2 separate regions of the Cricetulus griseus genome follow, and region 2 is linked to region 1. Evidence: chromatin contacts called from public Hi-C data. All regions are on one chromosome and are shown on one strand. Each heading gives the region's core, a stretch centred on a gene start, on an enhancer-like site or on the middle of the called end of the contact. The rest is flanking DNA. Distances are from core to core; before and after follow the strand shown.

Region 1 (5,897 bases), core at 985-3,484:
CCCCATAATTAAAAATACTACTTGAATTTTTGTTTTTGGTTTTTTTGAGATAGGATTTCTCTGTGTGACAGTCTTGACTGTCCCGGAACCAGGCTGTTCTCAAACTCACAGAGATCCATCTGCCTCTGCCTCCCAAGTGCTGGGATAAAGGCATGAGCCACTACCACCTTGCCAATTTGAACATTTTTAAAAGATTGTTAATTTCCTTTTTAGGCAAGAGTTTGAGGAACAATCAGGAATTCTGGTTCTGTCTTATGGATAGAGGTGAAATTAGCTATCTCCCCCTAAAATCTAGCTCTTCTGTATGAGTGCTTAATTGTTTTTACTTGACCTCTACTTCCTGTCATGGGGAAACCCTTACTGAGAAGTGCTATGAGAAACTGCTGGGGAAGGGGTTCCTAGATACCATAGTATTGGCATTAGAATGGTTTTGTGTTTAATCACACTTTGAAAGAGCAGCTAAAGAGAGAAGCAGCTATTCACAGGAGGGAAAGCAAACATACATACAGACCTTGAAGTGAATCTTCTCAGGGAGGGAAGAAGCAGAGACTAGTTATCCACTGAATGAAAGTACAAGGATATACTATGTCCAAGGTCAGTGCAAGAACATATGTTAATTATCTTGTTCTTTTACATGTACCTGTAAACTTGTGCTTTCAGAAATATCAAAAGAGACTAATGGACACAGGGAACATGAAGCAGTTTAGCTGAGGGATATATCAGAAACTCATTTTGTCCCCTCCTGTCTTAGGCTGACCAGTTGTCTGGTGGTTACTGCTACTGATCCATCCCAACTGCTGGACTTCTCCTTCATACCCAAGGCCTCCAGGCAGTATCTATGTGGAGTCAACACTAAAAGGGAGCAGACACCATTTCCCAGGCCCTTTATTCTGGTGACTGATGGAAGAGTGGGAGGGCAATATATTTACTTGTTTAATGGGTGGAAAAACAGATCAAGGTACTGTACCTCTTCAGTTTCTATTCTGAGTTCTGCAACTATGCCACTTGGATTGTATATATTGGGGGAGGTTGAAAATGTGTCTTTCATTAGAAGTGTCTTGAGGGGATATAGTCAGTGTGAAATATGTTGAAGTCCTGAAATAATGTGCCCATCTGAGGAATTAAAAAAAAAAAGTTTGTAAAAATACCATAGATGGAGCCTGCCTGCTCATTTCCCCACCACAGATTTTTTGGACTGGAGGCACATGTTTAATAGTAGTTTGTCTCTGATATTCACAGTAGCTACCCCTATGTGAGGAAAGGATAGAAAACATTCAAGACTTCATGTGGGCTTATGATCTACAGATTCCAACCAGTAGCAGTGGCTGACTCCTACACAGAAGACTGGGAACTGCAAACAGACTGGGGTCACCTCAGTGACATCTGACGCTGTCCAACCAGAAGTCTGACTTTTTTTTCGGGGAAGAGGGGCGGTGAAAATGTTCTAAGAGACTAAAATAATTTTGTCTCTATACTTTCTCGTTTGTTTTTATTGTTCGTTTTTAAGCCTGGCGTGAGAGGGTTTTTAAAATATAATTCCTGTATCTGGAATGAAAGGGAAGGATGGGGAAGCACAGTCCTTCACCCAAGAATAACCCAGTAATGACATCTGAGCGCGTGGGAAGTGTTTCCCTCCACACTAGGAGGATCTAAGGCTGTACCCTAGTGGAATTCCCTGCTCAAATTGGAAGGCCACGCAAAGGGCGATGGCGTTATTCTAGCAAGAGTGCTGAGGGCTTCGCTGGCCAGGAATGAAAATCGCGGAGGGCAGCGACACTGGAAGCCAGCTTCCCCTAGTTCGTAGGTGGAAGCTGTGATGCGCTGACCGTCTGAAGAGACAGGTGATTGACCGGAGCTCTGACTGCTGCTAAGGGTATGATAGGGACGCGACGCCGCTGGGCACCGAATCAGAGTCACGCAAGGCAACCCAGCTGTGCCCAGCGGGCCAGCGCCAGACCCTGGCGTCCTCCATCTTCTCTCCTGAGCTCCCCCTGCTCCAGCTGCCTGAGCCACGGACCGCAGCATCACACACCCCCGCGGGGGGGGACGCGCCGCGCCCATCCCCGCCCCCGGCCCACCCCAGCCCCCGCGCGGGCGCCCTGACCCCACCGCCCGCGGGCACTGGCTGAGCTCCGAGGCGGCGCGCCGGCGGCGGGGACGCCCGGAGGGGGTCGGAGCGGCTGGGGGCGGCGGCGGCCGGGCCGGGGCTCCCCCCCCGCCCGCGCTCGCCGCCGCGGTGGTGCGTCCCGGAGGTTACCGGAAGTGGCCGCGCTCGGCGCTGCCATGTTGAGGAGCCGCCGCTGCCGCTGCCGCCGCCGCGCCGCCGCCGCTTTGTTGTCGCCTCCTCCGGCTAAGGAGGCTCCCCGAGCGGGGGGAGTGGGGAGGAGGGGGGTCGGCCGCCGCAGCCATGGAGGCCAACTGGACCGCGTTCCTGTTCCAGGTACTGGGGGCCCCGGGGGGCCGGGGGCCAGGGGGGCCGGGCCGGGCTCGGGCGGGCGCTCCTCCCCTCCCGGCTCCGCTCTCCGGCCCGGCCTTAATCCCCCTTTGTTTTTCCGCCCGCCCGCTCCGGCGGAGCCCGGCCGCCGGGGTGAAAGGAGGCGGCCTCACGGGGTGCAGGGGAGAAGCAGGCCTCGGGGTGAATCCGGGGCCCCCCCAGCACACACGCATACACACACCCTTCCCTCCCGCCCCGAAGGGGAAGGGAGGAGGCCGGTCGCTGTCACCACCCCGCGGCCCAGAGAAAGGAGGGCGCCGGGCCGCTGGGTAGCGCGGGCCGCTCGGCCACTGCGCGCCCGATCCGGCCGCGCGGCGCAGCGAGGGGGTCCCCGGGTCCTGCTCCGAGTCCCCATCCATCTTTCGCTCGCGCTTTCGCGTCACCTCTCTTTTTTGTGTGTGTGCTTGTGTGTTGACTTTCTGACCCTCCTCCCACATCCCGCGAATAGCGGGTATCTCTGGCTTCGCCGCCACTCCCCCTTCTCGCCGCCCCCTCGGGTGTACCCGACCGGGGGTGTTGCGAGCGTGGTTCCCCTCTGCAAACTTTTTTCCATTCCTAGTCCGAGTCCTAGCTGAGCCCTGGCAGCTGGTCCCCTCGCCTCTGTCCAGCTCTCCTGCGGTCCCATTGAGCTTGGGGAATCCCCGGGCTGGCGGGGCCGGGCCGGGCGGGGGCGGGGAGCGGGGAGCAGCGGGGCCGGGACTCCTGCAGGCCCGACCTTCTCCGAGCGAGCGCGTCTCGCTCATGGCCCGCTCGAACGTTCGCTCCGGCCCAGTGGGCGACGGGAAGCGGAGTGCGAGCGCAAAGTCCGCTTACAAAGCCCCCAGATGAGTCTCAGCGGTGGCGTGTGTGTCTTTAGCGGGCACTTTAACCATACCCTTCCCCTGCCACTTTTGGAACTGTTTGGAACTCCCCCCCCCCCGCTTTGTTTCTGTTTGCAAATACATTGATGAGCAGTAGAGATGAGCTCACGTAGAAACTTCAGAACCGGAGGTTAGGAAGCTCGTCGTTTTTAAAGTGTGTCCTTCGCGCCTGCCTCAGAGTTATTTTCTTATGAATACTTCGTAAAATTCCAAACGGGTAGCTTAGGCGCTTGAGACCTTTGGAAATGCAGAATCCTCAAAAGATTATCCTCTCAGCATCTGGTCCCATCTCGATGGAGTTAATATAGGGAACTGGAGAACGCAAAATGACCTATTGTGTAACCTGGCTTGTCGTATTAAGGCATATTTTCAAGTGTGGGCATTTTGATTTTAAGTAATTAATGCAATAAATGGCTTACTAAAATCGGGAATTCCTAAGATTTTGGAACTCATGAACTTCCCACTTTATCATCCTGGTCTAGTATTGGTTTTATTGTGCTTTGATGAACTTGTTAATAAAGTGATAATCAACTTACAAATGCATTGGCAAAGAAATACAGAGCTAGCTGGCCTGGGGGTTGGTGCAAAGATGGCAGATGCCTTCTTTAGAAGACGCTTACAAATGGTCATTTTACAATAAAGGACTGATGAGCCATAGAAGTGGTTTAAACAGGATTAGATGGAGTATCTGTGAACTTAATGGAGAACGAACAAAACAAGTTCTTTATGTAAAAGAGAAACCCACAGTTTTATCTCTGGGAAGCTAGTTGAAAGATCCCATGAAATACTTTTGAAAGGCTATTTTAACTATTCTTTTCCTGGAAAAAGCTAACGCCAACCTATTAATTTTTTTCCCACCTGATGAGGAAATGTGAAAGCTCATATTTGATCCTGGACGTGGCAGTATGTGCTGAAAATTGTTGGAAAAGCTGTAATTTAGAGTTAAGAGTAAAGAGACTTTGAGTCTCCCCTATGGAAAGGTACAAGTAGACATTCAGTGCCAGTTTTCAGTTACTCACTGGGGAAAGGGAGAATGAAACTGTCTCTTGGAGCATCCTGTTGAATTTATATCTTTAAACAAATTTTAATAACCTGCTTGCTTTCCAGATAACATGGTGGAAAGTGAAAGTGTAGCTCTTAAAATATTTGATGGATGATTCTTCTAACAGGGCATTCAAGATATGACTCACCAATGCTAATTTGTTTCAGTACAAAATCTTTTACCCTCTGGCAACGGAGATTTCATGGTTCCACATCCTACCACCCTGAGTGATGAAATAACATTTCTGGTTTGTCTTTTGCCAGCACCAGAAAAAGGAAAGCTTGTGCAGGGCTAGAGCTGTGCACTTGAGTTAGAAGATGAAATTTAAACTTTGATGTGATGATGATGATAGTCAAATAAAAGCCTACTGAGAACTTATATTTGAGAATTAAATCACTTCACTGAAGACAGGCCATGGTTTTTTATTTAACTCTCTTCCTCAGAAAACAAGCTGAGGAAAATTGCCCTCTTAGCTGGCTTTATAGAGAAGTGTTTCTAGTAGTTCTACAGCATTTTACTCAAGAAGCAGGGACCTGGGAGCGACCCTTGTGAGAGTGAGCATCAGTAATGCTGTAAAAGTAATCTGTATTCACAAACATGTGGATTGGTAAAATGACAATGATTTCTTTTAGTACTCCATCCTGCTAATAGTTGTTTAGAGTTGAAAAATAGCTCGAAATGTTATAAGTTTGAACTTTGTCCAGAAGATTTGCATTCCATGGCGTGTGATCTGTTAGCCTTTGAAATTGTATATCTTGAGGTAGCTTCAGCTCTTAACTGTTTGTATTCAGTATGGAAACTTGGGTATCCTAGTTAGCTCAAAAAAGAGTAAGATTAGGGACCAAATTCTGTAAGTACATCTGGGTAGATAGACCCCCAAGTTAAAAGAGCTGCACACATTAGATGAAAAGTGAACTGTAATTCAGCATGGACATGGAATCTGGAAAGATACCCCTTAGTAGCTACAATTTCTGAGTGTCATTCCAAAGTCTAAGGGACATTTAAGTCAAAATTATTAAATTCAGACCACTATTTTTGGATGCCATGCCTCCTAACCATTAGGGAGAGTGGTTGTAGGCACAGCTGCTGAACTGTCATTAAGTGAACAGTGTGGGATAGATGTTCTTGACCATCCAAGGAGGAGCTCTGCCAGCTTCCTTGGGCACTTGTTTTGTTTTCAGTGTCTTGATTAGTAATCAAGTTGTTACAGTGTGAAGGGTAAGAAAGCTGCCTAAAGTGTCTATGATGATGGGATAGGCTCTGCCTAGGATGTAATATGCTTAAAATATTTGGAACTCTTAGCATGATCCTTTTAGGATTGCAAAACTCAAGCATAGGGGCTTGGGCTCACTGTCAAGTATTAAAAAAAAAAAAACAATGTTGGTAAAGAACAACATATTAGGAAGAGCTATTTCAAGAACTTTTTCCATCATTTTCTAAAATTTCCAAACAGTGGTCCAGCTACAGTTCTGAAGTAGAGAGCATGCATCTAGTACTGTGT
Region 2 (5,700 bases), core at 3,196-5,695, 130 kb after region 1:
TAAGTGCTGGTATTAAAGGCACACGCCACCACTGCCCGCTATATAATTATTATACTGTGTATGAATACATACTATTTTTTCCTTCCCATTTAAAGCAATTGCTGAGCCTCAGTGGGTAAGGGCACTTGTTGCTAAGCTGGGGCACCTGAGTTCAACCTTTGGCATCTACATGGTGAAAGTAGAGAAACAATTCCCACAGGTTGTCTTCTGGCATATGCACTCCTCATAATTTTTAAATATTTAAATGAAGCAATTACCCTTTACTCCTTGGTCCAAGATCTCCAGCACATGAAGTTAGCAGTTCTCATGATTTCACCAAAAGGCTGGCATCTTCACTGTTCTTTTTGTCTGGCAAATTCCCATGCACTTCTTTTCTTTTAAAATAGTTTATTTACTTTTATGAGCATTGGTGTTTTGCCTGCACGTGCGCCTGTGTGAGGATATCAGATCCCTCGTTGCTAGAGGTACAGACAGTTAGTTGTAAGCTGCCATGTGGGTGCTGGGAATTGAACCTGGGTCCTCTGGAAGAGCAGCCAATGTTCTTAACTTCCGAGCCATCTCTCCAGCCCCATCCTGTGTACTTCTTAAACAAGGGTGCTATTTACACAGATGTTGGTAGAATATAGGGAAACCACACGGGATAGGTATGTAGACTGGACCCCAAGACTAATGTAGAGAACACAGTTCAACAAGTTGAACCAGATCAGAGGGACAGTTGTATAGAGCGGCTCAGGGTAGGCTGTGACCTATGTCCTTGGAGTGTGAGGAGAGGTGGGAGAAAGCCCAGTCCCCTGCCAATGCCTTCTACTTCAGAGTCAACTAGAATCTAGCTGGAAGTAGAGAGCAAGGACAGGTCTGTGCAGTCTACAGAAGCTGGGGTTCCTGGGTCCTGCAGTGTAGGGCAAGGTGAAGAGCCGCAGAAGGGAAAAAACGTGGATCAGGTGGCTGATAGGAGTGTTCATTTTTTACTATGCAATGTTATAGCCTAACTACCTCTGCCTTGTTCATATATTGAAATTCTAACCCGACTCCATGAGCATGTGATTGCATTTGGAGACAGTCTCTAAAACAGCAATGGAGTTAAAATGGGTACACAAGGGTGAACCTTAATCCAATACGACTGGTGTCCTCATACGAGTTTAAACACACATATCTTTGTTCACAGAGGAAAGACCATAATAAGATGAAGGGAGAAGGCAGACACCTCCAAGGTAAAGAGCCACATTACAGAAATACCCAGTCCCAAACTATCAGGATGCATCCTGTAGTGTGGATCTGTTGAAGAAAGAAGACATTCCAAGATGAAAATTTAAGGCCTGTGTGGCAGCAGGAAGGTTCAGCCTAGGGTCTTGTAACCCAAGTCATGCCCCTTCAGCAAAGCAATCACCGTTTTCCACAAGAATTCTTCAAGGTCAAAGTACCTCTAAAAAACAGCTGTTCTTTCTAATCGTTATCCCGAAACAGTGATGCCACTAAATTCCTACAACACCCAACCAATGTGTTGGTATGCCGATGCCAGAGAATTTCAGAGAGTTTGAGTTCAGCCTAGGTTATAGAGTGAGTTTAAAGGCACCCTGTGCTGTATAGTGTGAAATTGTCTCCTCCCAGCCTTAAGACAGGGACTTATATACATAGCTCAGCTTCAAAGTTCCTTTGTTGGGGAGGATGACCTTCAACTTCTGATTCTCTTGCTTCTGCATCTGGAGACCTGGAATGATATATGTGCATCATCATATCCTGTTTCATTTGATGCTGGACTTTGTGAATACTACACAAACATTCTACCAACTGAGTGGTATCCATAGACTGATAGCCCATCTCAATAAATTACGATCTTGGCACGGTGGCACATGCCTTTAATGCCAGTACTTGGCAGGCAGAGGCAGGCGGATTTCTGTGAGTTCGAGGCCAGCCTGGTCTCCAGAGCGAGTACCAGGGTAGGCTCCAAAGCTACACAGAGAAACCCTGTCTCGAAAAACAAAACAAAACAAAACAAAAAAAGATGATCACTCCAGGATAATTTAGAGAGAAAAAGCCCCCACTTTGTAATTTCTTCTTTATGTCTCAGCTTTCCTCCGTGAACTTGGAATAAACCTTTCTAATGCTTTTGCAGCATAGACTGGGATAGCTTACAGGGGCAGGCCTTGGAGTGAGAAGGGAAGTATGTCTGTAGTCTAGGCCGGTTGATAGCTCGTACACAGACAGAATTAGAAAGTTGTTGAGCACTGGGAAGGTTATATTTAGCTAGGAGCATGTTTACTCCCCAGAGCTGATTCCCCTAGATCTCAGGGACCCAGGACCTAGGAGCTCTTGACAGTTGATTCCTTTTTCCTTTCCTTTCCTTTTAAGGTTAAACACTTAGTATAATGTCTTGGTTTATAGGTAGTGGACTTGCAGACACACATCTCTCTTTTTTAAAAGAATTATTTTATTTTCAAAACTACTCTCAGTGTGTGTGTGTGTGTGTGTGTAGGTACAGGCTGGTGCCCACGAACTCCAGAGCCATCAGGTCTCTGTGGAGTGGGAGTTAACAGGTCGTTGTGATGCTGGGAACTCAGGTGCTTCGAAAGAGAAATATATGCACTTAACTGATCTGCCACAACTCCAGCCCCCGGGGCTAGAGTTTTGAGGCAGAAGTGATGCCCATCTCTCAGTTTAGGCCTCAGCATCTCCAGCTGCTAAGGCCAGTTTTCTTACAGCCTTTCAGTTCCCCAGTCTCCAGCATTAGGCTAGTTAAGGTAGCAAGCACTGTGGGGTGCCCAGGTTGGGCCTAAATCCGTTGCATATCAGACAAAGGTAATTAACTTCCTACGGCTTTGCTTTCCCATCCATAATGAGAATGATAATAGCAACGCCGTGGGTAGGCGGAGTTATCTGTGAGATAACATAAACAAGCCGCAATTGCCCTGAAAACATTCTCCACCTTCCCTTCAGAGACCTCCCTTAGAGTGAGAGGATTTCTAGATGACCTCATAGTTTTTCCTAAGGACAAAGAAAGATAATGGGCTCCTGGGAGACCTAGTGTGTGATTCAAAACATTCATTGGGTCAAAAAGTTTACATATGAATACAAACCTTTGCAAGGCAAAATAAGGAGAGAAAACCACTTCTGAATTCACCCTTGTATTTTTTGTCCTGCGGATAACTGAAGTCCACAGTCCCACATCCTTTGGCACAGGTTTTATAAAACACTGGCACATGTGAATGGTTTTCTTTTTTCCCTCTTACAGGCTGGAATCCCACTCGAGTGATGTAGTTTGTTCTTCTTCTTCTTTTTTTTTTTTCATTTAACCACAAGCCATGGACTCTAATCTAGGTAGATACAAATGGACCTAGTTTGCTAATTTTAATAGCTGCATAAGGTCTCACAGAACGCATGAACTCTAATTTTCCAGCTACTTTTTTGTTTGTTTGTTTTGAGAGATCGGGTCTCTCTACATATCCCCTGGCTATCCTGACCTCGAACTCCGAGATCCTCCGCATCTCAAGTGCTGTGATTAAAGGCAGGCGCCACCACAGCCCGGCCATTCGACGAATTTTAACTAACTAATTAATTATATGTGTATGGATATTTTGCCTGCATATATGCTTGTGCCTGGTGCTTGCAGAGGTCAGAAGAGGATATCGAATTCCCCTGAAATAGGAGTTACAGGTGGTTATGTGAGTGTTGGAACTCGAACCTGGGCCAGTGCTCTTAACTGTTGAGCTTTCTCCAGCCCGATGGATTTTTTTTTGTTTTTTTTCTTTTTAGTCTTGTAGCTACAAACAACGATGCCGGCCCTTGCACAAATAAGTGCCTTAATTTCTATGGAGTGCCTCTCCTGATCTAAGGCACCCATCCCTCCAAAACCCATGCTTTGAACAGCTGAACACGGACAGGCTACTTTCCCCCCAGATTTTCAGTTTCCTTCTCCGGACGCGTTAGTTCAGAACGTTTGTCACTTTTTAAACTCCAGGGCTGGCGGGCTGGCGGGCGAGTGCCGCCTCCAGCGGAGGAAGCGCTACTTGCAGGCGGCTTTCCACTGGGCGCGAGAGCAGACTGCTCCAGCGAGCCCCGTTAAAGGAAGGAGGCCTGGACGGTCGTGTCACCTGGGAAAGTGACGTCGCCTCTCGCTGGGTCTCAGTTTCCTCCTGCGTAGCCCGAGTGGCCAAGATTAGGCCTAATCGAGCCTGGCGCTGGTGGCCTCAAATGTCAAGACTGGATGGCTGCCCCGACTGTAGGATGTGCCTAATCTCCGCGAGCCCTCCACACTGCCCGACCTGGGGCAGGAAGTGCAGGAAGGAAGCTCCCCAAAGTCAGAAAGAAGAAAGCAAGTGCCACACTCAGTCTTTGCCCTGAACTGCACTGACTACTCCCGCGTAGCTTTGGCGCACTCCCGCCCTTTCGGCCCGGCTATCGATTGCTCCTGCCTGAGTCCCGCTCGCGCCGCGGGAGCAACGCCGCGCCAGCTCAGCCCGTCGTTTGCTTCTGCCTGGCTCCGCCCTCCGGATGGCGCTGAGACGAGACTGCGATCCTCGGCTCGGCCAGCGGCTTGTTCCCCCTTCGCTTGTTTGCTTCCGCTTCCGGCCGTAGCTAGTGGCTTTCTGCCCTAGGTGGCCATGGCGGGGAGCCGGCTGGAGACGATTGGGAGCGTGTTTACCCGGTGCGTGAGTGAGCAGGGTTCCCGGCGGGTCACGACCCTCCTGGCGTGGCTGGAGCGGGACGCGGTTGCGGGTGTCCGAGCCGTGAGAAGCCTTCGTGCTCCCTCCTGGCTCGGGATGTTTGTCGCCGTCCCCTCGGATTCCTTATCCGTCGCTTTAAAGATTGTGTTTGCCACCCCACTTGCGTGGAGACCTAGAATAAAGAAGACGCTGAAGGGCTTGACCCGGACGGTCCTTGCGTTTCCACCATGGAACGGTGGCTGGGCTGGGGGATGGGATACGAGCAAGAAGACGGAGTGGCTTCAAGTTGAGTGTGGTGGCCCCTGCCCGTTTTCTGAGCACTTGGGAGGTGAAGCGTGACGATCGCCGCAAGACCCAGGCCAGCCTGGGCCACGTAGCGAAAGTCAGGCCTGTCAGGCTACTGTTGGACTTTTGTCAAAACAAAAAGATAACCTGGCGTGGGCACGCTGTAATTGTCGCACTGGAGGAGTTCAGGGAGTCACTACTAAGTTCAAGGTTATCCTCCACTGCGTACTGAGCTTAAGGCTGTCCTAGGCTACGTGAGACCTAAACAACGGGACTCAACACTTTGGCTTTGCTGGGTTGTTGTGGGATGTGGGAAGTCGTGCTCAGCTCACCGGTGCTGTGCTGTGCTGTGCTGCTCGGGCTGCCTTGAGTTGGTTCAGGGACTTTGGCAGGCCATTGTGATCGACTGACCTTGGTTCTATTTCCTCTAAGGACGAGGAATCTGATGCGTGCTGGAGTGTTGAAGGAGAAGCCGCTGTGGTTTGACGTATATGAGGCCTTTCCGCCGCTGAGAGAGCCTGTCTTCCGAAGGCCCCGTTTGCGATATGGCAAAGCCAAAGCCGACATCCAGGACATCTTTTACCGGGAAGATCAGATTCGAGCGTGAGTGGCTATCTCTTGTAGTGAGCATGACACAACAGACCTTCAGAAAGGAAGGTTTATGTAGAAGTCTGCTAACGAGCTGACAGGGGCATGCTTCCTGGGGTTGGTGACAGGGGCATGCTTCCTGGGGTTGGTCTTGTATAGTAAGTAA

What was found. A called contact is a pair of places that touch in the nucleus more often than the background predicts.
Region 2: a contact with region 1 is called in a Hi-C map of liver, with 5 times the contacts expected there. The contact joins the promoter of Mrps23 here to the promoter of Vezf1 in region 1. A contact is called at or near these places in 7 of 8 Hi-C or Micro-C datasets (the CHK-Q cell line, the CHL-YN cell line, the CHO-K1 cell line and 2 more).

What each region holds. Positions count from the first base shown.
Region 1 is chr7:101,252,754-101,258,650 of CriGri-PICRH-1.0, forward strand. It overlaps Vezf1 (vascular endothelial zinc finger 1), which reads left to right and starts at 2,235. Exons shown (of 6, transcript XM_027426296.2): 1 at 2,235-2,440. The coding sequence starts at 2,408.
Region 2 is chr7:101,384,929-101,390,628 of CriGri-PICRH-1.0, forward strand. It overlaps Mrps23 (28S ribosomal protein S23, mitochondrial), which reads left to right and starts at 4,446. Exons shown (of 4, transcript XM_035447874.1): 1 at 4,446-4,642; 2 at 5,379-5,549. The coding sequence starts at 4,599.